Regions from separate parts of the Canis lupus genome. Here region 1 is linked to region 2. A link is a contact called in public Hi-C data. All regions are on one chromosome and are shown on one strand. The core of a region is the stretch at or near the end of the contact, and the rest is flanking DNA. Distances in the headings are between cores, read along the strand shown. Region 1 holds the start of MED7 (mediator complex subunit 7). Region 2 overlaps ITK (tyrosine-protein kinase ITK/TSK).

The links. Hi-C and Micro-C count contacts between places; a contact is called where the count stands out from the background.
Region 1: a contact with region 2 is called in a Hi-C map of blood, with 3 times the contacts expected there. The contact joins the promoter of MED7 here to the enhancer-like site in region 2. A contact is called at or near these places in 5 of 9 Hi-C or Micro-C datasets (amygdala, blood and liver).

What each region holds. Positions count from the first base shown.
Region 1 is chr4:53,882,480-53,886,858 of UU_Cfam_GSD_1.0, forward strand. It overlaps MED7 (mediator complex subunit 7), which reads left to right and starts at 3,046. Exons shown (of 2, transcript NM_001253899.1): 1 at 3,046-3,112.
Region 2 is chr4:53,790,280-53,794,699 of UU_Cfam_GSD_1.0, forward strand. It overlaps ITK (tyrosine-protein kinase ITK/TSK), which reads right to left. Exons shown (of 17, transcript XM_038534925.1): 17 at 1-1,886. The coding sequence ends at 1,815. Among named protein-coding and RNA genes, the nearest start is that of CYFIP2, 12 kb to the left of the region's middle. Within about 2 kb of position 1,657, at least 5 of the 20 cell types and tissues checked have an H3K27ac peak or open chromatin away from gene starts, as enhancers often do. A contact at or near this core is called in blood and liver, where this site is marked.

The DNA.
Region 1 (4,379 bases), core at 1,796-4,295, 94 kb after region 2:
TAAAAGATAAATTTTTGGAGTTGAGTCTTTGTAGTTGAGTGAAGTGCACTTGAATAAAGATGTTGGATAAGGCGGGGTCTGAGTACAAAGGAGAGTATGTTGCCAGGGCCTGGATACCACCTCGTTCCTACCACGTGGATGAGATCGCATGAAGAAGTGAGAACTGAGTCCTGGGGAAATTCAAAGGATCAAATGTGCCAAATGTTGCTGCAGGTGGAGTAAAATGAAGACTAGGAATGAGCATGGGAGGTCTTGGTGTAGGTTGCATTGAGTAAGGAAAGGGTTAAGGTCTAGGCAGGGACAAAGAGGAGGCCCCTAACTCTCTTGAGGAGGCTCATGAAGGGGGCTGGAGTTGGGGTGGCTTTGTGACCAGGCTCACAAAAATCCCAGATCTGGAGAAATGCTGAGGCTGACATAACCAGAGATAAGGGAACAAACCAGACCGCCTGGCCCTGAATGTTAGGGAGTATTTTTTTTTTTTTTTTTTCCTGTGGGCAGCTACATTGTAATCACAGAAAATGACGATACCTCAAAGAAGTAAGTCATGTTATCAGTAGTCTTTGCTCAAACCAAGCCGGCACAAGAATTTCAAGGCCACATGCTTTCTGGTCAGTTCTCAATAAAAGACTGCCAGTAAAAGCCCACAGTGGCAACCCATTTGGGACCTCTTTCACTCTAGAGAGTTTTTTCTTTCATTTCTGTTCTCCCTTTCACTTAGTCAACTTTCACGTCACTTCACCCTTTGAACACCCATGGGGTTCATTCTTTGTGAGACAAGAACCCTGCAACCCTGTAACAACATTGGATGAGTGGGGAAGAAAAGTCTGATTGGGGTATGCTCACAAGTGAATGGATTTCTTCAACAAATACACTGATGTGGTATGGAGATGGAAAAGACTATTAAAAAGAAAACCATAAAGGAGTGCCTACGTGGCTCAGTTGGTTTAGTGTCTGACTCTTGGTTTTGGCTCAGGTCACGATTTCAGGATTGTGGGATCAAGCCTCGACAGGCCCCATGCTCAGTGGGGAGTCTGCTTCTCCCTCTCACTCTGCCCCTCTCCCTGCTCACGTGAGCATGTATGCTCTCTTTTTCTCTAAAATAAGTGAATAAAACTTTAAAAAAAAAAAAAAAAAAAAGAAAGAAAGAAAACCACCCCAGGATAGCAAACCAAGACTTAATTGCAGTTTCAACCTTTCCAAGAGTAGAATTTTAAATCAATCAATCTAGAATTTTCTGATCAGCACCAAATGAAGTAATCTATGGCACGGGCCATTGTTCCCCACTCCCAAAGGAAGATGAGGTAATCTTCAAAATAAGGCCCTGCTCTTCCCCCTCAAGGATTGTGACCTTGTGTGAAACAAACCTTTCCTTTGCTAATAACTTCCTTGCTCCACCCTCCTTTCTAGAAAAATGTTCCACTTGGCACAAATCCTTGGAGTTCCCCATTACTTGCTAGATGGGATTTTGCCCAATAGATGAATAGATTAAAAAATCCAATTAGATCTCTTAAATTTACTGGGTTAAATTTCTGTTACTTAACAGAAACTTTAGAATCAAAGATTAAAGGTAGTTGAAAGACACATCAGCCAGTTACAAAGGCTTATTGGATCCTGAAGCAATTGTTATCCAAATAAGGACTTGATTTTTATGATTTTTTTTTAAGAGAGGTAAGGGGGGGGGGTGTGTGGAGCAGAGGGCAGGAGAGAGAGAATCTTAAGCAGGCTGCAGGCTGAGCACACAGCCTGACATGGGGCTGTCTCATGACCCCAAGATCAAGAACTGAGCTGAAATTGAGAATCAGAAGCTTAAACAATTGAGCCACCTAAGTGCCCTTGATTTTGATGAATTTAAATAATTACTATTTTATTTTATTTTTTTTAAAAAAGATTTTATTTATTCATGAAAGACAGAGAGACAGGCGGAGATGTAGGCAGAGAGACAAGCGGGCTCCATATCTGGAGCCTGTCGCAGGACTTGATCCCAGGACCCTGGGATCACAACTTGAACCAAAGGCAGACACGGAACCACTGAGCCACCCAGGCACCTCTACTAACTTATTTTTAAATGATATAACACCTGTATCCTTATGGGGGAAAATGAGAGTCCTATTTTGGACGTGTATATTAAAACGAAATAATGTCTAGATCTAATGGGTAGATATAGATTGAAGGTGGATAATGAGTACACTTTTTTTTTTAAAGATCTTATCTATTTGAGAGAGGAAGAGAGAGAGCAAGAGCAGTGTGAGGGGAGGGGGAGAAGCAGATTCCCTGCTGAGCAGGGAGCCCAAGTAGGGCTTGATGCCAGGACCCTGGGATCACGACCTGAGCTGAAGGCAGAGGCTTCACCCACTCAGCCACCTAGGCGCCCCTCTACTTTTGCATATACTCGGAATCTCGTTCTTTTCTAAAAAATGAAACCAAGTAATCTTATTTTAGAGGCAAAGTTGAAAACTTTTATCAGAATAACAATTTTCTTTTATGTCCAGTATGCTCTCGTCAGATTTCCACGAATTTATAAGTTTGTTACTTCTTCTGAAAATTACCTCCCAAAAACTTTGATACATTTTTTGTTACCTGGAAACATAGCTATGTTTCAATTCCTAAATGAAAATAAATATGAATGTGAAGAAATAGAAACTGAGAACGCTATGAATTCCCGATCTCGTTCATAAATATTTCCAGATTGAAAATAAATGTAATGCTATTTTGGACAGTAGGATTAGAGTCGATCTAATTTTTAAAAATCGGCTTATCTGCATTTTCTAATTTTCATGTAAGGCAAACGGATAAGTTAATCTCAGGTGTCAAAAAAAAAAAAAAGATAACAAAGGAGCGAAGCTACCAGTTGCAGCTTTTACTGATAGAAAGTACTAGCACAGACACCCCCACGCCCGAGGCCGCCGGCGACCCGACCGCCGAGGGCGCGGGGAGATACGCGCAGGCGCAGTAGCAAGGTTTTGGTTGGAGGCGGGACTAGAGCGGCGGCTAACATACAGTTCTCTCAGCCAATCAAGGGGCAGTGTCACGGGCTTCTTCCTGGAGGAGGTGGCCGGAAGTCGGCTTTCGGTTGCGGAGGCGAAGGCGGCTCCAGCGTCAAGCCTGGGCTGAGGTAAGTGGGCGGCGACGGCTTGCGGCTTCGTGCCGCGTGCGTCTCGCCTTCCGGACCCCGCGGCTCCCCCAGGGCCGGCTGGGAATGGGGGAAGCCTGGCGCGGACACGCTCCGTCACCTTCCTCTCCCACATCCCTCGGAGATGCGGCCTCGCTGCTGCTCGCGGGGAGCCGGGCGGAAGGTGCCGTCGGCGCGGCGCGCTCGGGGCTTCCTCCGTGGGGGAGCCCTGAGTTCCAGTCCCGCGCCGCGGGTGTGCTGAGCCGGGCGGACGTGGCGGGCCTCGGCCCCCGGGCCTTGCCCGCGCTCGTCGGGGATGGAGCCTGAGGTCGGCCGCGGTAGTGCGGGGTGCAGGAGGCCGCGATCCCAAGCCTGGTGGCCACGTCGAGGGGGAGGTGTTCGGGGGCGGGGCGGGACCCTGGAATGCCTTCCTGTCGGCTGAGCCCCACGGAAGGGGGGTCTGGGGTCCGGTCACCGGCCGTGACGCTTGGCGCCGGTTTCAGTGGAGACACCGCCTCGGAAGAGTTGGCCCCAGAGAAGCGGTGGAGGAATGAGCAGAATCGGTGCGACTCGTCAGGTTGCTTCCGTGGGCGAGCCTGCCCTGGGCCGCGGAAAGGAGCCGGGATGAGGAGCGTTGCCGTGGACTCGCTAGCCCCGACGCGGCGCAGGCGGCCCCTCCGAGACGCGGAGTCTTCCTCTCGCGAAGGAAGCTGACAGGCGTGTGAGGAAGACCGAGAGGCTTTTTTTTTTTTTTTAATTTTTTTTTTTTTTAAAGATTTTATTTATTTATTCATGAGAGACCCAGGCAGACGGAGAAGCAGGCTCCTTGCAGACGTGGGACTCGATCTCGGATCCCCGGATCCCGCCCTGAGCCACCCAGGCGTCCGCCGAGAGGCTTTAAAACGTGCCAGTCACGTGGGACTGGGAACCTGCACGTTGAATAGAGGAGTGCTTGTGGCTTGTGGCGTGGGGAGGCGCGGAACCGGGCGCCCAACTAAAAATGCTTGAGTGAGGCAGAGCCTGGGCTGTCTCTTACAGTCGCTTTTGAAGTAACCAGATCAATGCTAATTCTCTGATTTTGGTAGTAATCACATATAAACACTGTTTATCACCCCCACCTCCACCCCCCACTCCCCGCAAGCAGTTTTACCCCTTTTACTCGAGGGCCGCCTTATATTACAGAGAAATATTTTATCCACTCCTCATATTGATGAAGTCATGGATGATTTCCGGCTTTTCCTACTCTTTTCAAACCTCGCTGCATTAAACA
Region 2 (4,420 bases), core at 407-2,906:
ATCTCTCTAAAATTTTATCTGAACATTGTAGGAAAATGAAATCTCTCTTACACCGGGGAATACCCTTCTCCACAAAATGTCCAAGAATACTGCAGCTGGCTCAAAGCCAAAATGATAATTAAAGGAAGCATTTATACACCTGCAGGAGGATCTTCCAAAACTGCCTTAGCTCACCTATAAATGGCTTCATGCAATATGACTCTGGAGGGGTGGGTGATTCAAAGGGTTAATTAACCGAGTAACTCCATCCTCTGACAAAGATGAGGAGCCAGATGGGAAAAAGAAGATCCTATTCCAAGTTGGAGGGCTACACAGCCAGCCATAATGGTCTATGTGGGAGAAACGTTACTTGGTGGTTGACTTCTTTAATTCGCTTTCTAGGTCTCCCCCAGCTGTTATTTACCTCCTCTGCAACCCCTTTCACCCTCAGTAGGAGGCAGTGTTGAATAGAAATACAGAAACTGCATTGGTCACAGACAACTCTGTCACTTAGGGGAGCTGTCTTGGCTTTTTAAAGCCTCAGGTTTATCATCTGTAAAATGGAAATAAGGATACTTTCTCATGGGGTTGGTGTGAACTCAGGATGAAATAAAATTCTGCAGATAAGGCCCGTAGCTCAGTACATATTCACCTTGCATATTTCAGTGCTCAATCGACCACAGGCTGCCTTGTGCATCTTGGAAGCACCCCACTCAGTGCTTGACTCAGTTTCCATCCAGATGGTTGGAGCGAGAACAGACCCTTCATTCCTCTCCTAGACTTTCAGAGACTTGAAGCGTTGTCTTAAAGTTGCAAATTCCTAGGGCTTAAAGAACCTTTCGGGATCTCTGCAAGGCCACTCTGCCCGGCATAGTGCTGCCCTCTGCTGATGAGGGTGGAAGAGTGCAGAGAGGGAACTAAACCTAAAGGTCAGAAGAATCCATGGCTGAGTCCCAGTAGGAGCCAGTGTTCAGAAGCGATCATCTTCTCCCAGGATAGCTGTGAAGCATTCTGTGCAGAGGAAAGGGACCGTCACCTGCCCAGCTTGGTACTGAAAGTGGGCATCAGGGTGGTATCAACCTAAGGCCTTTCTCTGTACCAGTTGACACCCTACCATCTGATACCCTCTTTCTGGGCAGATGCCACCTCCAACCACGGGATCCAAATTGTTCACCCCAGTCCATCATGCCCCTTCACGGAGGGAGGTGGCAGTGTGCTCAATGAGTAAAATCTCATAAAGCTGCTTCTCAGAATATCTGGCCTCATGTGTGAGCAGCTGTTCCATCATCCTCTACGGCAGGAAGCTGTGGCTGACAGCATCACAACGGCTGAGTCGCTCTTTCTGACCTTAATTAATTCACCAGTTCTCCTTGAAAAAGCATCACACTCGTCATTTCTCTTGCCCCATATCCTGGGATTCTGTATTGTGGGGCCAAGTAAAAATCCCTTGACCATAAACTTTAGATCCATGTTGGAAATAAAAATAAGCAACCACAGTCCTACCATGTCCCTCCTTTTCTCTAAGAAGTGCAAGAAATGTTGTCTGAAAGCTATCAGATTGAGGTTTGCAAACCACACAAGATGAGAGGCTGGGAGGAGGGTAAAGGCATTGCTGCTGCTCTGGCCTCACTCCCGATTCAGGGGCTGAGCCTTCTGCTGGTGGCCAGGTGCCAGCCTCTGTCAGGGTGCTGCCTCTGTGGTGGCTTAGGGACTGACGCCACAGGCCAGCTGCCTCTGAGGAGTTCTGGGCTGGTGGCAGCTTTTAATGCTCTATGAAGGGAGAATTTGCTTCCCCCATTCAGGATCTGCAGCCCATGCCTCGTGCTGAGTCTCTGCTAAAGTCCCGATTCTGCAATTTCAGCCAGTTGACTCAAGAGTCTGCAGAAAGGTGGCCGGTCCTCTGGTTTCTAGAGAGGGAAGAAAAGAACTCTGTGAGTTCCTTGTCCTTATGTGTCATAGTTAATAACAAAGCAAACCAGAATTTAATAGCCCTCTGAGGATTCTTAAATATGCTTCCATATATATTATTAGAGGCCATGATGTAAAAGTTGTTAACAGCAGGTATTCTGGAATCATATGGACTACTTTTGTTTTTTGTTTTGTTTTGTTTTTTTAAAGATTTTATTTATTCATGACAGAGAGAGAGAGAGAGAGGGGTAGAGGGAGAAGCAAGCTCCATGTAGGGAGCCTGACGTGGGACTTGATACCGGGTCTCCAGGATCACACCCTGGGCTGAAGGCGGCGCTAAACCGCTGGGCCACCGGAACTGCCCATATGGCCTACTTTTGAATCTAAGATTTCCCACTCAGCTGTGTGACTTTGAGCAGGTTACTTAACTTGTTTGAATCTCAGTTTTGTTGTCTGTTAAATGGGGATAATGATAGTCTCTATCTTATAAGACGGTTGCGAGAATTAAATAAAGTCATGAATTAAAAATATGTCATAAAATAAGTGCTAAATAGCAGCAAAAAAGGAAATACTTAGGTATAAATCTCACAAAATATGTATTAGGAAAAATACAAAGTTTTAAGGAAAGAACTCAAAGAAGATCCAAATAAATGGAGATATTTCATATTCAACAATGGGAAGACTTTATATTATTAAGATGTCATTCCTTTTCAACTTAATCTATAGATTCAACACAATCACACTCAGAATCCCAGAAAATTATTTTTTTTTTGAATCCCAGAAAATTATTTTGTAGATATTGACAAACTTACTCAGAAGTTTACATGGAAAAAGATTCAGAATAGGCAACATAATACTGAAGAGGAACAAAGTTGGAGGACTGACACTACCCAACTTCAAGACTTACTATAAAGCTACAGTAATGAAGACAATGTGGTATTGGTGAAAGAAGAGGCAGATAGATTGATGGAACAGAGTTGAGAGCCTGGAAATAGACTCAATATAGTCAACTTATCTTTGAAAAAGGAGCAAAGGCCATTTGTGGGACAGTGTTGTTGTTTTTTAACAACAGTGCTGGAACAATTAGGCAGCCATATGCAGTATAATGACCCTAGACACAGAACTTATAGCCTTCACAAAAATGAACTCAAAATGGGTCAGAGACCTAAATGTAAAATGCAAAACTTAGAAAACTTCTTGAAGATAACACAGGAGAAAATCTGGGCAACCTTGGGTTCAGTAATAGATTTTTAGTTACAACACCAAAAGCATGATTCCTAAAAGAAAAAATTGATGTTGAGCTTTGTTAAAACTAAAAACATCTGCTCTGTAAAAGACATTATTAAGAGAGAGAAAAGATAAACCACAGGCTGGAGAAAATATCTTCAAAACACATATTTGATAAAGGACAAAGACCTCTTCAAACTCAAGCAAGAAAACAAATAACCTGATTGAAAAATGGGCAAAAGATCTCAATAGACACCTCATTAAAGCAGATATACAAACGGAAAATAAACATATGAAAAGATGCTCCACATTATATGTCATTAGAGAATTGTAAACAAAAAGCTACCACTGTATACCTATTAGAAGGGTTAAAACCCCAAACACTTGATAACATTAAATGCTGCTGAGGATATGGAACAGCAGGAATTCTCATTGCTGATGGGAATGCAAAATGGTACCGGCCACTTTGGAAGAGAGTCTAAAAGTTTCCTTCAAAGTTAAATGTGAAAAAAAAAAACAAAAAAAAAAAACAAAGTTAAATGTGGTGTTTTCATATGATCCAGCAATCACACTCCTAGGTATTTACCCAGTTGAGCTGAAAATTTATGTTCATACAAAAACATGCACACAGATATTTATAGTAGCCTTTATTTACAGTTGCCAAAACTGCAAGTGATCAAGACGTCCTTCAGTAGGTGAATAGATAGCCAAACTGTGGTACATCCATACAATGGAATATTGTTCAGTGATAAAAAGAAATGAGTTATTAAGCCATGAAAAGACATGGAAGAGTTTTAAGTAAAAACTAAGTAAAAGAAGCAAATCTGAAAAGGCTACATACTATATGATTCCAACTATATGACACTATGGGAAAGGCAAAACTTGAACAATAAGAAGATCAATAGTTGCCAGGGTTTTGGAGAGAGAGGGAATGGTAAATAGGTGAAGCACGGTGGATATTAGGGCAGTGAAAATATTCCGTATGATACTATAATGGTAAGCACATGGTATTATGTATTTGTCAAATCTCACAGAGCTGTACAACACAAAGAATGAACCTTAATGTAAACCATGAACTTTGGGCAGTCTGGTTGCTCAGCAGTTTAGCGCCACCTTTGGCCCAGGGCCTGATCCTGGAGACCTGGGATCGAATCCCATGTCGGGCTCCCTGCATGGAGCCTGCTTCTCCCTCTGCCTGTGTCTCTGCGTCTCTCTGTCTGTCTCTCATGAATAAATAAATAATCTTTAAAAAAATAAATAAACCATGAACTTTAATTAATAATAATGTATCAATAATGGTGATTAA